2 separate regions of the Mus musculus genome follow, and region 2 is linked to region 1. The links are chromatin contacts, called in public HiChIP or PLAC-seq maps. All regions are on one chromosome and are shown on one strand. The core of a region is the stretch at or near the end of the contact, and the rest is flanking DNA. Distances in the headings are between cores, read along the strand shown. Region 1 overlaps Cntnap2 (contactin associated protein-like 2). Region 2 overlaps Ezh2 (enhancer of zeste 2 polycomb repressive complex 2 subunit).

The links. HiChIP or PLAC-seq counts read pairs in DNA pulled down with a chosen protein or histone mark.
Region 2: a contact with region 1 is called in an H3K27ac HiChIP or PLAC-seq map of embryonic stem cells, with 5 read pairs. The contact joins two enhancer-like sites. A contact is called at or near these places in 1 of 484 Hi-C or Micro-C datasets (nephron progenitors), 3 of 115 datasets of contacts at active chromatin or transcription factors (embryonic stem cells, pancreatic cancer cells and trophoblast stem cells) and 2 of 9 other capture datasets (adipose tissue and liver).

What each region holds. Positions count from the first base shown.
Region 1 is chr6:47,292,528-47,296,549 of GRCm38.p6, forward strand. The region is part of intron 22 of Cntnap2 (contactin associated protein-like 2); the gene reads left to right. Among named protein-coding and RNA genes, the nearest start is that of Gm35280, 37 kb to the left of the region's middle. Within about 2 kb of position 2,129, at least 10 of the 459 cell types and tissues checked have an H3K27ac peak or open chromatin away from gene starts, as enhancers often do. A contact at or near this core is called in embryonic stem cells and trophoblast stem cells, where this site is marked.
Region 2 is chr6:47,558,502-47,562,523 of GRCm38.p6, forward strand. All of the region lies in intron 3 of Ezh2 (enhancer of zeste 2 polycomb repressive complex 2 subunit), which reads right to left. Among named protein-coding and RNA genes, the nearest start is that of Ezh2, 35 kb to the right of the region's middle. Within about 2 kb of position 2,095, at least 59 of the 459 cell types and tissues checked have an H3K27ac peak or open chromatin away from gene starts, as enhancers often do. A contact at or near this core is called in embryonic stem cells and trophoblast stem cells, where this site is marked.

The DNA of each region.
Region 1 (4,022 bases), core at 879-3,378:
TAGTTCTGGAAACTTGACTGGGATTGTGAGGGAGTAAAGGGAAAACAAACATAGGAAGGAAGGCGGGGTCAGGTGGGCCCTGCATCTGCCACTCTGATGGAGTGACACCAATTACACTGCGGCTGGAAACAAGCACAGCACATGAGGAGGAATTAGATAATCAAGGAAGAAGGTGTCTGTAGGCTAGCAGTCTCAGGCTGTAAACATTCAGGGGAAGAAACATGTGGTTGCTAGTTTTTGTATATATATTTTAGCATCTTTACCTGGACCAGAGAAAGGCTTTTCCATCCTCTGAGCTTGACCCAGGAGGAAGGCTTTGTCAATTTCCTGTAGATTTGAGGCATAACATGGGCATGACCTTTCAACAATACCTACTCAGTCAGAGCTTCATTTATTCTTTATATATTCACTGGAGGTTTCCTCAGCTCCCCACAAGAGAAAGGATGATTTTATGTTTCAGTTGCACAGGGAGAGTCCAAAATAGCAGGCTGAGAAATCACATCTTCAACTGCATGAAGGGAGTAGAGAGAGTGAACTGGAAGTGGAATGAGTCTATTAACTCTCAAAGTCCACACCCAGTGATGTACTTCCTCCAGCAAGTCTTCATGTCCTAAAAGTTATATAACCTCTCCAAATAGTGCCACTAACTGGGGGGTGTGGGGGGGTGGGAGGGGATGGGGGTGTCAAGTGATCAAATACCTGAGCCTATGGGGCACATTTCTCATTCAAATCACCACAGAGTGATAAGCCTATACATGGTTGATCTTTGCCTTCTTGGTTTGAAATCTTAAATCAATGCTATCTATCCCGGAAAAATATTAAACTGAGATGGAACTGGAGGGAAACCATTAGGAGAAGAAGCAAACTGAATTGTTTTCAAAGATATCTAGATTTAGGATTAAGCCAGTTAATATAAACAAATTCTATCAAAGGCACTTTTTGCATGCACAATTAAAGACTTGGAAGAGTTTGAAGAATCCTGAGGATTTGGAAATAAATTTTCTTTCACTCATATGTTTGTCAGAGATTATGGCTAGCAGAGTCAGCAGGCTTGAATGATGCTGATGATCAAAAAGATTAGCAATGTACAAATCCAAGAGAGAAAATTTTCTCTGATCCTAGGTAAACCTGTCATGTCTGGGACCAGTGATACACCTCGGGGAGTAAAGCCACTTGTTGTCAAGGCTGACCACCTGAGTTTAATCATTGGTAGAAAGAAGGAACCAACTCATGCAGGTTGTCCTCTAACTCCACCAGTACATCTTTGAATGCTTGTATCCACATATACACACATACACAAAACAAATTTTAAAAATTTTTAAATGAATCTAAGAGAGAAAACTAAATCACACCTGCTAGTTGAAAATATGAAATCCCACATTTCATTCACATATTTCTAAGGAGATGGGAAGAGAAAGGTCTCTGACTCTTTTTGTCATTGTCCTAAAGATTCTTAGCTTTCTATACCCAGGGATAAATTAGCCTTATGAACTGAGTCCCCAGCAAGGTTCTACTGAAAGACCCACAACGTGAGGACCCCCCCACGTTCTGACTCAGGAGAGGCGACACCCCAAAATCACCAACGAGAAAATGGTCTTGTTGCAAATTGCAAGAGGATTTTTATTCAAGAGCGCTCTTGGGCCCACGGTCATACACCACGCAGGGGTAGAGGACTGTGGCGCCCCGAGTAGCTGAGTAAGGGGGTATTTAAAGGAGAAAAACCACAACTCAAGGAGGTGGGAAGGGCGTTGTTGGAAAATACCAAAAATACCAGATAAGAGTCACAAGGAAGTACAAAGTCACAGGTGTCACAAGGAATACCTGGTAATTGTTAACTCTCAAGACAGCTTCTAAGAGCCCCTAACAATAGCACATTTGCATTGCAGCTTCCGGTAATGGTCAGGGTGACTTTCTTTGAATGAATACTCCTTGAACTCAGGAAGTGAGTGGGTGGAGGAATGTCACTATCTGTTTTATGATTAGCATACCTTGGAGCACTGAGTTTACTACTCTTTCACTACCTGAATGGTAACACTGGTCTCTCTGTTTATCATACCAGTACAGACCTTGGAAATGTTTCTCACAGTGACTTGGCACCATCCAGCAGGCATTGATCTGATTCTCTGCTCCATCTACTGGAGGAAAAGTTAGCTCCATAGGGAGATAAGTCTGCTTGAACTGCTCAAGTGGAAGCCCAACCCTTGCAAATCTATCCGTGGGCTGGAAGGGTCTGGGAATGTAGATCAATGGCAGAACCTTGCTTGGCAGGTACAAGGCCATTGGTTTTATACCCAGTCCTGCTAAAAAGAAACGAAATTTGCTTGTATGAATTACTTATTATAGATGCTCCACTGACCTGAGAAAGGTTTTTCAGAATCTATTTGTCTTTGGAGTGCTACATGGAATTCATCTTTGAGAAACATATAAATTTTGTTCTATTTTTTAAGCAGGAAAGAAATAGAAAATTAAGCCATTAACATTCCTCTCAGTGTTTCTGAACTTTAAGCCTGTTACACATTCCTGAAGGGTCTACTGCTTTATCAAAGCCATGCTAAATATTAAAGAAGCAATTACTTTTGAACAAATAATGGGTGCTGTAAAAATCTCATCAGCATATAAACCCAAACTGTTCATAATGTATGGAATATAAGTGGGTGGAAGACATATCTCAGCAGAACATGAGAAAACAAGCCCTCTGTTTCTGTGTCTGTAGGTCCTACGGGTTGAATTAAAAGAACTGCAAATAAACAAAAAAATTTAAAAAAAAACAAAAAACAAACAAACAAACAAAAATAGTCCCTTCTAAAATGTTCTATACTGGTCCAAGTGGTGTATGCCTTTAATCCCAGAATTCAGAAGGCAGAGTCAAGCAGATCTCTGTGACTTTGAGGCCAGACTGGTCTACAAATTGAGTCCAGGACAGCAAGGGGTATTACACACAAAAACCCTGAAACAAAAACAAAAACAAAAACAAAAACATCATCAACAATAAATGTACAGTAAAGTGGCTTGGAAAATGTCATTAAAGTCCATAGAGTATTATCAGCAATTTAGAGACTGTTTAAATCATACAGGAGGATTATGAAGGTCATATGCTCCCAAATTACATCCAGGGTTTGAGTGTCTCTGGACTCACTGTCTTGAAAGCAACCACTGGAGGACACCCTAAGATAACTATTCTAATCATACACTTATCAGCAGATCAGGGACCAGCTGCCTCAGAACATTCTAAGATTCTCTAACATTGCCCATAAATGAGCCATATAACATTGGAACTTGTACAAAAAGAAACAGCAAAAATGGGGGTGGGGATTTCTTGAATGTTTGTGGGAGACTGTTAGAGTTCGTCAAAAGACCCTGACTCACAAAGACCATAGAGACTGCCATCGCTGAAAACTGCATGAGGATTTTTAATTGATCCAACATGTTGGGGACTCCCCTCTCAGCACGCAGGCCAGAGGAGAGACCCAGAACAAAGAAAGAAGAAATTTTTTATACTTTTGTAAGGGGCAGATTTGAGCAACAGGGTAACTGGCTTATTCTAATTGGTGTAGCAAGTAACCTTTTCAGGCATTGGTCTGTTTGCATAGTGACTACCTCTGGCCTAGTGACTCACTTTGCTTGCCCCCATGGTGGGTTACTATGATATGGTCAGCAAAGCAATAGTACATTTTGAACTTATGGGTCAGTTATTAACATCACAGCTATTAATGTCACAGGGAATTCCAGCAAGGTCAGGATAATTTGTGTTTTGTTTTTGTTTTTGTTTTTGTTTTTGTTTTTGTCAGAATTCAGTGTAGGGTGAGGTAGGGGGATTTTTCTGAGAACTGTTATTTTTGGTATGGTTATTTCTCTGAGACAGCTAATATTATTTTGACAACTGTAGACTTAGTCATTTTGACCACTAAAACTATGTTTTTTACATTTGTTTAGTCAGCCAGCTTCCTTATCTGGCTCTGAACTTGGCCTGCTAGTACAGTTTGGAAAGTCCTTTTCTAAGGGGGAAGGTACTGGGTGGTCTT
Region 2 (4,022 bases), core at 845-3,344, 270 kb after region 1:
CCAGCCTTTCTCATACTTACCAGTAACAGTTAAAAATCAAAAACTATATTCATATTAGCCTCAGAAGCCTGATCTGTAGCACGTTTTCTCTAAACACTTGAGTTTATTTTTAATTCTGATCACTCAAGCACATAGATTAGAATATATTATATATACCAAATGTGTCCTAAGATTATGAATTACATTGATCTTATTTCTTTGTTTGTTGAGATGGGGTCCTGTTATTGAATTTAATCTGTAGACCAGGATGTCCTCAAATTCACAATTCTCCTGCCTCAGCCTAAAAGATGCTGTGAATGCTAAGATTACAGGCAGATATCACTATGGTATATCTAAACCTTATCTTTTCTCTTGCTTTTTAAAAATGTCATATTTTATATATTATCAAATAATGGATTAAGAGTAACAGATGAGTTTCAATTGCAAAAACATTTTAATCAGCTTTATAGCATCTAACTGTTCACATGTAAGGCACTATATTAAGCACAGTAAATGTTTTATCATAGTTATTATGACTCTAGTTGAAGGCACTTACCCCACTTTGCAATGAAAAAACTACAGTAAAGAAAGGACAAGGAGTTTGCTCAAGATCATACATGGAATATACACAGCAAGCCTGATTCTGCTCACTGCTCTGACCCAGTGCCATGATACTTCATCTCTATAACACACCTTCTTTCCCTTAAAATTCATTTTGTATTATTTATCATAATAATGATTTAATGCTAAATTTCTGGGGCCTCAAAAAGAGACAGAATTTGACCTCCACCAACAGACAGAACTGTGTTAATTAATGCATATATCGAGGAACAGCTTCTCTCTAGAGGAAGAAACTGCAGGCTCTGCCAGGGGGCAAAGGTAGCTGTGGGCTATGAGGCTTGAGTGAGGAAATTGCTGTAGCCTTGGTCACTCCTGTAATCTCTCCTTCCTGAAACTGTTAGCCCAAGGCAAGACAGACTACCCAACTGTAATCTCACAGGAATTCTGTCTCACAACTGAGGCACTCTATCAGACTTCAGGGCACACTATTCTTCCTGTATCACAGAGGAAAAAACTGCTAATTACACTGTGACATAATGCCTTCTTACCACAGTGACTTAAACAAAAAAATGTTGGTTAAAAATTGTTAACATTTTTGCAACTTTGATTCTAATGTGGTAAAAATTCGTGCCCTGATAACCACATTGCTTTCTATCCTGATGAGGAATCCAGCTTTTCTTAAGAGTTCTATTCTCAAATGTCAAGCCTCCATGGCTGTCTCAAAAATACCTCAGATATGTACTGATGATCTTTAATAAAAATAGAACAAAATAAATTGAACTCATGGCAGTCACATATGTACACACGATATACAGAGTCAGTGTCTGAGATTTATGTAGGGTGTTTCCAAGTCAGCAAGACTGGGACTGGATGAGGTGAGATTACTCGCACACAGGCCACATAAGCCTACATGTGTACTCATGTGTCCCTCATGTGTGGTCACATTCCACATAGCAGATACTATAAGCCTTCAGTTCTACATAGCTGCTCGGGTACTCTGACCATCACAGTGCACACTGCACACAAAGATGACTCCTTCCTAACAGAAGTGAAAGTGACAGACAAAGTTGTTCCAAAGAACAAAGATAGTGATGTCTACTTAGGTGTTTTCCAACAAGGCAAAGGAAAAATAACAATACCAAAAGCTCAAAGTCAAGTAAATAAGGTGTGAATGGCTTATTAATGTTCTCTTTCCTACTAACTGGCTTCACTCACAGATCCTCATCCCTCCATTTGCTAGTCCAATAACTACAGGAACCAACATTTATTGATTACATGCTGTGTTTCAATCACCATGCTAAGTAACTGCTTATATTCATAATCATAAGTAGTTCTTGTTATCACCTTATGACATAACTTTAACATCACAATCCACAAATGGGACTGGAGGCCAGAAATTAAATCTTCCTAGGAAGATAGTTAACTTAGAAGGCAGGACTAAAAACTAAGTCTAATTGTAACATCCAAGAACTTCCTCAGTTTACTGTGCTTTAGTTCTTGCTCTCAGAAGCTCACAGGGAAGAGTCACTATAGAGCCTTATAGTATCTGCTATGTGGAATGTGACCACACCCAGTAAGGTCACAGGGTTATCACCAACAACTCTCCTCTTACTCTATCCCTAGCACATTTTCCTTTCCTTCAACCTGACTAGGTAAATTTAAGTATGAAATGATTTTAATTACTCAATAAAGCATCACATATTATCCAATAATCTTAAATATAAAACAATTTTCATTTCTTAAAAAAGTTATTAACTTTTGTTTTATATTTGGTGGGAATAAATTAATTCTACATAGAAGCTGTCTTTATAGCTTAGAGGGACAGACTGGTTCTCCAGCCCTGACTTACCTGTGTTAGTATATGAATCCAAGGTCATGTGTAAGTCAGACAGAAAATATTCTTTTCAACCACTAGCTAAGGGGATGACTGATTTGCAGAATCAATATATACTAAATGAAAGCTGGAAACTCACAGAAGCACAGAAAACAGGAAGTCACGGGCTATAGCACAAATGACACCCCCAGTCTAATATCTCCACCCCATTTCTGATATCCACCACTTCAAAGTTCTGAGTCATCCACAAGTCAACAAGGGATGAAACGCAAGCTCTGTAAGGGGAAGAGCATCTGAGGTGAAAGGTAGGATTTTTACCTTTCTACCTCAAAACAATATTCAGCAGTGTCTTAAAACATATGTTTATGGTGTCAACAGACTATGTTTGTGGCAGAAAGTTCAGTTCCTTCCGAGCTGAGGACACCTATGTGGAGAATGAAGCTGAGCTCTCTGCAGCACCTCTGGATCCTACCCCACACAGTCTCTAGCCATGCTACAACCATACCGTCCTCACTTGTGAAATGATACTGAAATGCCACAGCCAATGCAGGTAAAACAAGTTGGGAATGCTATGTGTTGACTTACAGAAAATTATACAAAACTCCCAGTTACTTAGCAACTTTACTTCCTTTGAACGTGTTTCGCTCTCAACTCTTTAAATACTCATATTGCTCAAAACAGTGCAAAAGCTGTTGTTGACCTCACCAGAGCATTTTTGCCCGCTCAGTTATACCTCTAGGTGGCCTACTTTAGCAACTTAAATTTCTAATTCTAATTCCAATTTCAGGATCACAGATAATTTAACAGTGGTAAAGAAAACCAAGTTACCAAGGACGGCACACTGTCAGAGAAACACAGCTGACTGGAAAGTAACAAGCTTCCTCTGAGGCTGGGGACTCACACCACCCAGCTGGTACAACAGGCGACTGTGTGGCTGGAGAGGAAGCCAAGTCAAAAGTAGTAGTTGTAGGAGTACACAACCAAACTGAGACTCTTGGCAGAAGACTGGTTCCAAGTAAAAACTGTGCTATGGAAAATCGTACAGGGAGAGCAGGTGAGTGGCCTGCAGGGAAGGGAGAAAAATTAACACACCCTACTATGTGCCAAGCACCATGTTAGAGACTTTACCAAAGTTGACTTTAAAATTCTCTACTACCTTATGAGGTAAATATTCCCCATTTTAGGCAGGACATCCCAAAGGACAATAGTAACAGCCACCCCACCTCTGAATGATCCTTAGCATGAAGGCAGTTAAACCCAGCTTCAAAAAAGTCCACGGGAGTTATATCACACCAGCTCCTGGGTGGTGTGATCATACATTCTTGAATACTCACTGGCTCATTCAGTTAGTTCACACTGAGACACCATGAACTGTCATTATTTTCAAACATACTCCTATTTCCTATTTCTCCATATGAGAACAAAGAAGAAACAGAAAGCCATAGCCCGGGAAGAGACTGTGAGTGAAAGGCATCAGCTACTGTCAACTCAGGGAAGCATCAGCCCAGGGGAGAGTGAGGAGGAGACATCAGCTGTCATCAACCTCAAAGGGAAGCTGAAGACTACTTCCGAGACTACCTTACTTTTTCCTCAGGACTTAAGGAAAGAAAGGGAACAAAATCCAAGTTTTTAATTAGCTAGGCCTTAT